Linked DNA regions of Gossypium hirsutum: all the other regions are linked to region 3. A link is a contact called in public Hi-C data. All regions are on one chromosome and are shown on one strand. Each heading gives the region's core, a stretch centred on a gene start, on an enhancer-like site or on the middle of the called end of the contact. The rest is flanking DNA. Distances are from core to core; before and after follow the strand shown. Region 1 holds the start of LOC107920422 (protein NRT1/ PTR FAMILY 5.10). Region 2 holds the start of LOC107918573 (transcription factor bHLH81). Region 3 holds the start of LOC107918283.

Region 1 (4,118 bases), core at 953-3,452, 260 kb before region 3:
ACACATCAGATAACCCACACAGTGAGTATTGGGGGACCAACCACCATACCCTCATTGGAACTGTCACGTTTGGCTTGTCTACCAACCCATGTTCTCGAGCAGTTTGAAGCCTCTTCATCTCTACTAAAGCAGCAATCACCATTGCCATAGCAGACACAGCAATTCCAGTTCCAATTCTTTGAAGCGTTGTAATTCCTCCTGGTTTCCCAGTGAAGGCTCTTGCTAAAGGAACAACTATTCTATCATATATAGGAATGAAGAGAAGAATTGAAAAGCTAATGAAACACTGAAGTGTGGCAGCAGGTATTTCAATTCCTCTTGTAATTGATCTGTCCATTGTAGCACCTTGCTTAGTAAACAATGTCGATGTCTGTGCAAAAACAACTGCATAAATCAAGCATGTAGCCCATATTGGTGCAAGCCTTAAAACAGCCTTTGCTTCTTCAACCTCTCTCATGCTACACACTTTTCCTTGCTCCATTGTACTGTCTGGAGCAAGCAGGGCTTTGTCGAGGAATCTGCCACCACAATAGAAAATCCATTCCATATCAGTTTATTTCCTAATTTCCTTTAGATGAAAAAATATATCACGTACTTGAATTGCTTCAAGCTTTCCTCTGTAGCAATTGCTGAAGAAGCTATTTTACGATTCCTAATGGCCAAAATGAAAACTCGACCAATCCTCACAAATGGGCTTTCTTCATCCCCTTTGACACTAAACCTGTAAGTCATTGTTCCAAGCACAAAAACAAGCAGTCCAACAGCCATCACAATAGCAGGTATTGCAAATCCAAGAACCCAACTAAGGTTTTCCTGGATGTAGTTTAAAATCAAAAGCGTCAGTAAGATACCAGCAGCAATACTAAAGTACCACCAATTAAAGAATGAACTCTTGGCTTTGCACTCCACAGGATGTTCTGCATCAAATTGATCAGCACCAAATGCTTGAACGCATGGTTTGTGCCCACCTTGTCCGAATGCCACCAGATATAGTGAGAAGAAAAATAGTATCACTTGATACTGAAGCATTGATGAAGTGTTTAATGTGACACTATCAGCATTTGGGGCACCGGAAGTGGTGACAGATGGAAGAGTGGCTGACAGAGTCAGCAAGCCTAGCCCCTGCATGTAAATAAAACAATTCCAGTTCAAGTCATTTATGGAAAGCAACTACCGAATGCTCTAGCAAAAAAAATTAAAATAATTCAGCTTATTCTGTTCAATTAACCATCAAATCTTCAACAGGAAAGCTAAGTCAAGCGACAAATTGCTCCATTACAAGTCGATGTTAGAGCTATTTTTCTCAAATCTTGAATTGAGTTTCAAAGTAATTGTTTGAGCAATGGAAGCAACTTCTCTAATTTGAGAATGACGAATGAGTTCAAGAGAGCTTGAGCCAGGGACGAAGCTGGGCGTTGACTTCCTTTGGGTAAATGGATTAACTGCACTTTTAGTCCTCCTAAAATTAAAAGATTAATTTAAGCATTCCTGACACAATTTTATAATTTTATCTCTGCCGACACAAAATTCTTAGCTGAATAGCTCAGTGGATCATTGGAAGAAATTATGATGAAGCATTCATTTGTTGTTGGCCAAAATGTAAATAGAATTACCAAAATGTAAACAAGGGAAGCAAGAATGATGGTACGGTATCGGCCAAGAAAAGAATCAGCAAGGAAAGCACCCAGGAGTGGGAGAAGCGTGGCCACCCCTGACCAGGCGTTAACTTGTGCAGCGGCGGCGGCAGTGGATAGACCCAGAGGCCCCGTCAAGTATGTTATGAGGTTTGAAGAGATTCCATAATAAGCAAACCTCTCAGCAACTTCAACCGCAATTATGAAAGAAGCCGAAGTCCATCCACCGGAGCTTGAACGGTGCACAGGTCTGCCTTTGAAATCAAGGCAGCCTTTAACTGAGTCATCTAAAAGTGGAGTTTCAGCAGCTGCAGGATCGGACATTGCAGTAAGCTTTAGTAAGTGTTTGGAGCGGAGGAATTTATGGGCAGCATTAAAATATTACAAGATAATTGAAGTTTCAGCGGTTCCATGGTTATTTAAAAAAATAATAATAAGATATTAAACCTGTGAATAGCATGGTCTTTCTTTTTCATTATTTTCAAATATTTTATTACCAATGGCCAAAAGAAAGTAAAGTTTGAACAACTTTTACATAAATTTTAGTATATATTTAATGATTGAAAAATAGCTACTCTTTTTATTTCAGTAATATAATATATGTAATTTAGTGAGAGAAGATAGGTACGATATGGGTTCTGAAACGTGAATAATTAGTTGGTCCAAATAAAAACAAAAACATCCACTTTCTATGTTTACCTTCAAAAGATATCATCTCTTTTCTACTTCGGGAAAATTCATTCCGTCCCTGCCTCCTCTAATTCAAGGCTCTTGGTTAAATATCACCATCATCGGGACACAGGAAAAACTAGGAAGTTATCCAAGACTAAACTTGAAATATTAACTTTGATAGAGATTAGAAATAATGACGATGATATTCTAACTGTTGTAGTGATGAAATTAAAATTAATAGTAAATTGTGGCTCTTCGTCCACTTTATCTATTTTTATTTTCAGAGTATTTTTGAATAGTAAATGATTTCATAATCATTTTAGACTCACATTGTTTTTAGTTTTATATACTTTATTATTATTATTATTATTATTTCTCATTGTCTAAAAGGTCTTCTCTTTTTCTTATGAAAATTGTGAAGTTTTTGCTTCCTCTTGTATAACTTTTAATCTTTCTTATGCAAGCATTCTTGCTTTTTTAAGTATTTTTAGGGATGGATTTGTCACCATCCACTCCAAATTAGTGGATACTCACATATCTGGAATACGCATAATATGCTACCTCATGAAAAACCTTACCAAGAAAACCTAATGGGTTAAAACCCCGATTAAAAGGAAAAAAATACAACGCGTCTTTACTCCCCCTCATGACAACATCACATGATATCTGATATTCTATATATTCCAATATTGAATATTAACTTTACAAATAACCACTTAAACAAATTTATCAATAATCATAGCAAAATTTGATCATGATCATTCTATAAAAGTATAAATATGTATTTTGATCATTTTATAATCTTCCTTCAACTATTATTTACTGAGTCAAATTTACAACATATGCTTAAATCATTTCAATTTGTATAAATGTTTACGCAAATATATTGAAAGTTCCCAGGAATTTCTATATGTTTTTATCATTCTAAATCCTTCAAAAATTTAATAAAACTTTTACTATATAGTGATTCATATGAAAAGTTGTAACAATAACTATTAGATACATGTCTAATTAAACTACCAGACTAATAAGAAATCTAAATGTTATTATATCCATCACAAAAGAAAGTTATTGCATCCACCATACAAAAATGTTATTGTTGGAAAAATGGGTTTGGAAAACGTAGCGAAAAATAAATTTAGGGAAAAACCAGAGTTTTAAAAATTTTTCCAAAACAATATCTTGGTTGTGATATCTAAAGTAATAAAAATTTAATCAAATTTATACTTTTTCAATTCGTTTAGAATGAGCGCTTCGACTGAGTAGTCTTCTCTGCTATCCTCAAGCTCACGTCTATCAAGTGTGAGCTCGCTTCGAATCAGAAAATTTTTCACAATAATTATCAGTGGGGTAATTTTACAATTTCTCTAAACTTTTGGGTCAAGTTTTAAATCAAAAAGACATCTCTAGAAATTTTCTGAAACAATCTCTTCAGAGATTTTTCTCTCTACAACTTTAATAATAACCCAAGACTTTCTTTATATAAGGAGAGTTTAGAGAGTTCAACTATAATTAAACTTAATAACTTTATTATTAAATTTAATCTAATAGATTAAATTTAATATTAAATCTTATTAAAATAACAAAATGTTTACCTTATCATTAAATTAAATTAAATATTAAGATAATCACTTTAATATTATTAAATTAATAAAATAATATTAAGATAAATATTAAATTAAATTTAATATTAAACTATTAAAATAATATTATTTCTAGATAATTAATCTGAAATCAAATTCTCCAGTAGAGTCCAAGTAGGAGTGTAACCCTTCCACTTTTCAACCACCGCCGGCCACCGAGACATCGTCG
Region 2 (4,322 bases), core at 576-3,075, 330 kb before region 3:
TATTTTTAAGGTTTAAATATGCCAAAAGTATTTATATTTTAAGTTAGAATTTAGTCTATATATTCTTATTTTCAGAAGTTTAGTTTTTTTTTAATTTAAAATTCAAGTACAATATTAATTTTTTTTTGTTAAATTGATTGGTGTGACATTTTAAAATATAAAAAAATACTCACTTGATAGCAAATTAACTAAAAAAATGATATTGTAATAAACTTAAATTTAATAAAATAATCTTAACATTGGTAACCATTGGACCTGAATTTTGAAATCTGAAAAGTAAATGGACTAAATTCTTAGAAATAAAAGTATAAAGACTAAATTCTAAATTTGAGAAGAGTACATGAACCCATGACATATAATAATAACCTATTTTTAAATATGTTTAGAATACTATAAATTTGTTGTTGTAAATATATATTTTATGCATTAATAATTTACAGTTTTTTGACATAACCATTTTATTCGTATTGTGTTTGTTTTATTTTGTAAGTATTTATCTTATGTTGTCTTTAAATCATGCATTAATTATTTAATGTTTTGCTTAGTTTATTATCATGATTCAATTTAAAGGAAAAATATGCGTTCATGCTCTTAATTTTTAATGATTTTTTACATTATTTAAATCATTTATCTTAGTAATTGAAATTTAGAGAATGTATTTTATTATTTTAATTTTAATGTTAATTTTTTTATTTAAATAGATTAGTCTACTCATTAAACATAATGTCATGGTTCTTTTTTTTTTATAAAAACCAAACAAAATAATCACATTAATATATCAAAAACTAACAGAATCTTTGCGAATAGTTGTAGACCTTTATTTTTGTCAAAAGCCATCTTGGTAATGGGTCAACTTCTATGTTCTCTTCTCTAGGAATATATTCAAATTTTCATTGACCCATTTCCAATAAAAGCTGTTGAATATGTCTGATAAGTGTGGAACAAAATGTAATTGAGAATGATTCTTGAATGGCCTAAAGAACCTCCATACTATCCGTTCGAATCAACACTTTGTCACATTGCTTACTTTGTAGTAATGTCAAGCCGTCTAGAATACTCCATAACTTAGCATTGAAGGCAGCGCACTGTCTCAACCTTTTGTTAAACTCAAGAATCCACCCCCATGGTGATCCCTCCACACTCCCTCGACAATGACAACCCCCGAGTCTTGACAACGCCATTGTATTGTACTTTTCTCAATCCCAATTTATTTCATAGTTTGCATAAGGTTTAACTACAAAATTGACCCTCAAATTATATCACTTTTCTCACTTAGGTACTTGAAAATTTTATTTGGTCAAATATGGTATTTGAATTATCAATTTTGTCTCATTTTACTCCAAAACGTACGATGTTCAATAAAAACATACTATATGGTATGTTCTTATTGTTTGGTAATGTGTTTTTAGGTAAAATGAGAAAAAAATAGATATCTAAGTAAAAAACTGTAATAAAATTTGGAGGTGAGCTTAAATTTAAATTATGTACCTAAAAAATAAAACATAATTAAATAATTCTTATTTAATATAATTAGAATCTAGTTATATATAAAAGGAGGATACAAAGGGCACTAAAATTGACACATTAAAAGTTTGTTATCAAATCTACAGTGGACATTGGGTGAAATTGCCTCCGCCTCCTTAATTTTGCCACATCTAGCAACATATTTTCTAACCAAAAAAAGATATAATATTTCACACAAACCTACCCACGCATTATTAAGCCGTATATTCCACGTGCATGCTTTTCTGAAATGTATTGGCCCGTGACTGTCACGTGAAATGCCTGCATCTGAAACGGACTTTACTTTCCAGAGGTTACGGTGAAGAGGAGGTCTGATCTGAAAGAAAATGATGAGGTTGCAGTTTCTGGCCTTACATGTTCCCTTTTTTGATAGAACCAACTTTGCCACCGTTGGATCTCTCTTTTCCGAAACATTTTGGTTCTAATCGAACGGCTCAAAATCATTTAAATGAAAAAGAACTTGCAAAAAATAAGCTATGTTAGGGCATATCCCACAGCGAAAAAGGGAAAGCTGCTGAACAGGAAACCAAAAAGAAAAAAGGAGAGTTTTTCATAGCACAAAGCTAACTCCTCAAGCTGAACAAAGAAGCAGATGAAACCGACGCCTGGCGGCAGTAGCAGCTCTAGTGGCGGTGGCGCTGAAGGGAGTCGAGCTGGACTCGCCCGTTTCCGCTCAGCGCCAGCCACTTGGTTAGAAGCCCTTCTCGAGGAAGAAGAAGAGGACCCTTTGAAGCCTAGCCAGTGCTTGACTCAGCTACTAACTGGAAATTCAACCTCAACACCCACCATTCGAAATTCATTGCTTTTTCCCAACTCAGCCTATCCATCTGGGTTGTTTGAGCCTTCTGGTTTCCAGAGGCAAAACAGTTCTCCAGCTGATTTTCCTGGGAATAATCCTGCTGCTTCCTCTGATGCCTACTTCTCTAACTTTGGAGTTGTTGCAAATTATGACTATTTATCGCCAACTATGGATGTTTCCCCCTCGAGTAAGAGGGCTAGCGAGCTTGATACGCAATTCCCACCAACAAAGTTCCATTCTCAGTTGGTAAGACTAAGAGATAGCCATACTAATATTATATTTCAACTTCCACAGCTTGTTAGTTTTTCTATTATATGGATTTTGAATACTTCTGTTTTTTGTTTTTGCCGTCTTTGAATTGCCTGTGAAAGGATAGATATTGATCGTCATCTTATTATATTCTTTTTAGTCTTCTTTTAATGTTTTAGGCTTTACTATTTCTTTTCAAAGCTGACCAACTAATGGCCATACATTTTTAGCCAAAAAGGAAAGGATAAATTTACTCTTTTGAGCAAAAATATATATGGTTGAATCCCCATTTTTTTTTTTACAATACCCTTTGTTTTCCTTCTATTTTTGGGTAGAAAGGAGAGCCAAGTGATCAGATTTCTGGTGGGATATCTAATCTTATAGATGTAGATATGGAGAAACTTTTGGAGGATTCGGTACCTTGCAGGGTCCGTGCGAAGCGAGGGTGTGCTACTCATCCTCGAAGTATTGCAGAAAGGGTAATTGTATTCATTTGCTGATAATTAAGAAGTAAAATGGTGTTTATGTTTAGTTCTAACTATCCATGACTATTTTTGTTAGGTTCGGAGAACACGGATTAGCGATCGCATTAGAAAGCTTCAGGAGCTTGTCCCCAACATGGATAAGGTAGGCTACATCTTGAGATCTATTTTAATCGGAAAATTCAAGTTCAGTATGTAGCTATCATTCTACAAAAGGACTTTCTAACCTTATTAATGTTTCATCCTAATTAAGTTTAATGCGAAATGTATTGATTTGTCTGACTGGCTACAAGAGACATAAATGAGATTGAAGAACAACTATATATCAATAGAGATTGGATAATTTCGGTAGAATGGGCATTTGTAGCTTATAGCGACACTTAAAGCACTATTTCTCTATATCTAGTATATAGTTCCCAGTTTTATATGTTTAACTGGCTAAGTTTTTTATTAGAGAACTAGTTCAACTTGGAGGATGTCGGTTATTTGCAGCCTTAGGCTTTAAGTGTGGGGCTGGCCGCCCCAGTACTTGTCATGTTTGTAACCAGGATTTTATTACTATAAGTAAATGAAGTAATTAATCATGGGGTGGCCATTATCCTATTTTTAGTGACAAATATCCTCTGTGTTTGTAAGAAAAGAGAAGGAATTTGTCAAAATTTCAGGGTCCTAAAGGTTCATGGAAACACATTAGAAAAGAGATGAAACTCTAGTTCCTTTGGAAATGGTTGCTTAATGTTCAACTGTGGGATGTGGTTGGTACTTCTTCTGCTGATGGTTCTGATAGAGCTTGAGTGCCTATTAAAAGCAAAGAGATGTGTTTGATTCATGGTTATATATAAAAAGTTGCTTTTTTATCAATAGAAAGATTTATATCAACTCCATAATTGTAGGGGGAAAGAAGAGTTATTTTGGTGGAGGAAAGGCATTTGAAAGATCTCTCTCTTAGATTGAAATAAAAAAACTTGCGATATGGATTCATACTTTGTTATGCTCAGATCTTTAAGCGATTTAAGTTGATCAATGTTTTTCCCCCATTAGCGTTACTGTTTATCATATAAGGCATAAGCCAAATGGAATTGGCATGCTTAGGGTGCAACGGAACTTTATATCCATAACCTCTAATTTGAGTAAAACTGTAGTACTTCATATTTTCTTGGCTGTCCTATAAATTTATGTTCAGGTGAACATTATATCATGCATAATCTTCTAATGTTAAAGCAAGATATATTCATGTATTATTTTAACTTTTTATGAAGTAGGAGGAA
Region 3 (3,913 bases), core at 185-2,684:
CATATTTTGGACATGTATATACATCATATTTACATTAACATCTACAGCTATGAATGTAGAGCAGGCGCATATATAACTGGAAGAGCCAACGCTGCCGAGTGCAGAACAACATAGAAACAACTAGAAGAAAGATAAAAAGTGGATATGAGAAAACAAAATTTGTAGAACCAATTAGGCTAATCTGCAATGGGGCAAATCGAAAACAACATATCTTAAAAGGAGAAAGAAATAAAGAAATAAGGGAAAGAGAACAAACTAAAGAAAAGGAGGCCACCAAAAGCGCCAGCCAAGGATGAATAAACGAAGCGGCGGAGAGTGAGATCGATGCAGGCGTCCCATTTTGCGTTCATGTCATACTTTGACGGCGTCAATTCCTTGTCATCCCCCATTTCAAAGCCTTATGCAGTACAACTATTACTTTCGTTATTTCTCGGAATTTTTGCTCAGATTTCCATCTTTTAACTTCGTCTTCGTTTGATTCTCCTTTTGTTTTCTGGGTAATCTGCCGCAATGCCTCTCAGATAGGTACCGCTTGTTTTCCCTTTTTTTTTTGTTCTTTTTTCTTTTCAACTTACAGCATCCATCGATAAAATGGGATCAAGAACAGCAAGGGCCCAAAAAGCCCAATAATAGAAATGTCTCAAAATCGCTCAAAAGATGCAATAATAGAAACAAGGTCCAAACAAGCCCAGCTCCCCACAATATTCAACTATTTCACCCTTGCTGTCATCAGATTAGGCGGGAAAGGAAGTGCCAAAGGATGTTGGGGAAGTAGAGATGCAAGGGGGCCACACCCGTCGTCAGCATGAATGCCTTCGGCAGGAGACCATGCCTCAGCCAAACTCAAAAAGGGACGTTATCGACCACAATTGAAGCCAGTCACGAGCAGCGACAAAAGAGACATATTAGCCATAAAAATGGCCTCAACCACTAACAGAAATAGAGTTTGTGTGACGAAACCCGAGGACTATCAAGCTCCGACCAATGAGGAACTTAAACGGTGGCGACCCCATCCATGCCCCCCAAAAAATAACAAGGGCTAGCAAGCAAGGAACACTAACCTGGAAAAGAAAAAAGAAAGAAAAATATAAGTAACGTCAACTAAGGAGTTGCAAATGCTAAAATGGTAGAGAAATGGAACTAAACAAAACTATCGTTAGTAAAGAAAGAAGCCAAAGAGGCTTGGGCTAGCCTCTCTCATAAAGATCTTTGGCCAAAGATCCACTCGTCTCGTCGAACAAGATCCAAAAAAAGCGAACAGTTGTGCCCATCATAGGAACTATAAAAATAGAGGAGGAGATTCTTTTCTGTTGAAGAGGAAAAAAAAGCAAGAGAGTAGAGGAAGGGATGACAACGGCTAGTTTGGCAACCAGCCCTGTTTTTGGCTAGATAGAAAGCAAAGTCAGTGGTTGTACTGTTTTATTTTTACTATCATTTTTTAGCTGGCTGGAACCACGAAAAGAGAGAATGAGATGGTTTTATGTTAAAGGGGAAAAAAGCAAGGGAAAAAGATACCAACATTTACTTAACTTTCAATAGTGAGAAATCAGTCACTAATCATTAATATTTTTGAAAAACGATAAATTAATTATCCGAGCCTATTTTCTGGTATAGACCTAACGGGACAGCTGGCGTGGCCCTTTAGGCTATCATGTTGGACATTACTAGATGTCCATGTTGGATCTGGTGTCCTAAGTGTAGTATTTTCATCAAAGTACACATGTAATTTCCCGACCAAATTAGTTAATAAAATTATTCATGAATTACATTAATACTTTGTATATTATCCTCAAGTATTTTTGTACGCAAACTAAAATGGAAGTAAATGTTACTCACTAGTTGTCTATTATTTAATTAATATTTAGCAGTATTACGTGGTCGGATCGTAATATAGAAAGACAACTTGTATTAATAGACAAACCTAAACATGTCCTTAGTCTAATCGGAAATGAACAAACCGATTGAAAGACTAATATTTCATCTATCAAGTCCAATTTGGGAGATGCTTTATCTTGGGCATCAGAGCAGATGACTCCCAGAAGATAAAGACATAGATGTGACTGACTGGACTGACAGTACATCAAACTGGATCCAAGTCGAATAGATCCTAAATCCGTTTATGGATCTATTCCCTTGTGACGTTCATAGTGTGGCATACCTAAATCCTAGGTGGATGGCGGACTATGCATGCGTGACTCATATACTTTGATGTAAGTAAAAGCCCGAGTTCAAATAAATAAGGAGCCGAAAGTTGGTACATTGAGTATACGGCTTCTACATTATGTAATGTCATTCACAATAGTGGAATTCAAAACCTAAGACATGGGAAAATTATATCCTTTTATAGGCATTACATGGTTGCTGAAAAGTAAACGTGGCCACGGGTCATTCGTCTTTGTGATAGATGACTTGATCACTATTTGATCATCATTGACTTTTCATGAAGGAAGATATAATGGTTACCATGAGATAAAATAGGATTATATTAGGAAAACGGATATTATCTTAAAGAGATCAATGATAAACTATGAGGGTAACACACTTATGACAAGGTCATTGGACGAATGCTGAATAGTTGCTTTCGTAATGGTATGCCATTAGGGAGGACTCAACCACAATACTATAGTGAAATGTCTTCATGATTAAATGAGTTTATAATTAATAGATGAAAAGCCAAAACTTAATTAAAAATCATTTGAGCCTTAATTACATATGTCTAATCGATCCCTCTAATAGCTCGTTGAAACCAGAAATGAATTACGTGTTTGAATCAAAATGAACAGAATGAATAGAAATAGAGAAATGAAAAACATTCAAAAATGATTATGGTTTTCTCTAAAATGGAGAAATGGAATTGTTTGGAAATAAATGTGGGTTTTAAAAAAATGGAAATAGAAATGGAAATGAAAATGAGAAATGATCCATTTGCAAATATATGGATTACTCAGAAATGACCGGAAGAATGAGTTTATATTTTTGAGTAGTTTTAAAGCCCAAAAATGAAAATAAACCATTCAGTCATAATGAATAAGTTGAGTTGTGAAATATTAAATATATTTTCTTGGAAATTTTACCAGGGGTAAAGTCGTCATAATTTTACAGGGGGTAAAATTGGGATGAGAAAATTATTTAATTGGAAAATTAATATTTATTTTGGAAAGTAGAAAAATATGTACTGGGTTGGATTAAATTATAAAGTGTTGAGTTAAAAATTTAGAAAACACATATAATTGGGTTCAATACAATGGAAGGCTTGAATCCCCATCATAATACATATGAGGGGAAGCACACCCTATTAGCCCATCTCCCTTTCCTAGTTGGACTAGAAAGTTATTTTTCAATGTTAAATAAAACTCTACAATTCAATAAAGGTTCTACATTCTCTCCCTATAAATAGATGGCACTGGTAGATCTATTTAAATAACTTTGAGATATTGTTATAATACCGAAAAATAGAGACGATTTATTCTCAAATATTAAAAATATTTTTTTCAGAATAACAATTATACCAGTTTCTATTAAAGAAGACAGAATTTTTGTTTTTCATCCAAAAGATAAAAGAAAACTATTCTACTTCTGTGTTTTGATTCAATTGGTTCGACTCCACACTCAAAATAGTTCGTGGTACGATAATAGCGGAAAAGATCATTTGGAACGATAAACTGGTGGATATGATGGATAGAAAGATAAATGTCCAATTAAACCTTTTGAGATATAAATCTTTACAAACTCAACTAATGGCTCTAATCAACCCTCCAAGAAATCATCATTAACAAATTGAAGGGTGAAAAATGAATTACCACGACTCCTTGAGGGAAATCGAGAAGAAAACTACTTCTAAAAATCATAAAAAATAAATCTTGCACAAAGAAACAAACTTATAGAGTTGAAAAATTTATTAATAAAAACAATT

What was found. Hi-C and Micro-C count contacts between places; a contact is called where the count stands out from the background.
Region 1: a Hi-C map of leaf shows a contact between it and region 3, with 4 times the contacts expected there. The contact joins the promoter of LOC107920422 here to the promoter of LOC107918283 in region 3. A contact is called at or near these places in 20 of 34 Hi-C or Micro-C datasets (anther, callus, cotyledon and 4 more).
Region 2: a Hi-C map of leaf shows a contact between it and region 3, with 2.8 times the contacts expected there. The contact joins the promoter of LOC107918573 here to the promoter of LOC107918283 in region 3. A contact is called at or near these places in 11 of 34 Hi-C or Micro-C datasets (anther, callus, hypocotyl and 3 more).

What each region holds. Positions count from the first base shown.
Region 1 is chrD13:42,709,370-42,713,487 of Gossypium_hirsutum_v2.1, reverse strand. LOC107920422 (protein NRT1/ PTR FAMILY 5.10) reads right to left here and starts at 2,202. Exons shown (of 3, transcript XM_016850135.2): 1 at 1,614-2,202; 2 at 596-1,122; 3 at 1-518. The coding sequence starts at 1,958.
Region 2 is chrD13:42,771,654-42,775,975 of Gossypium_hirsutum_v2.1, reverse strand. LOC107918573 (transcription factor bHLH81) reads left to right here and starts at 1,825. Exons shown (of 5, transcript XM_016848159.2): 1 at 1,825-2,569; 2 at 2,908-3,051; 3 at 3,134-3,199. The coding sequence starts at 2,117.
Region 3 is chrD13:42,445,438-42,449,350 of Gossypium_hirsutum_v2.1, reverse strand. LOC107918283 reads right to left here and starts at 1,434. Exons shown (of 3, transcript XM_016847811.2): 1 at 257-1,434. The coding sequence starts at 389.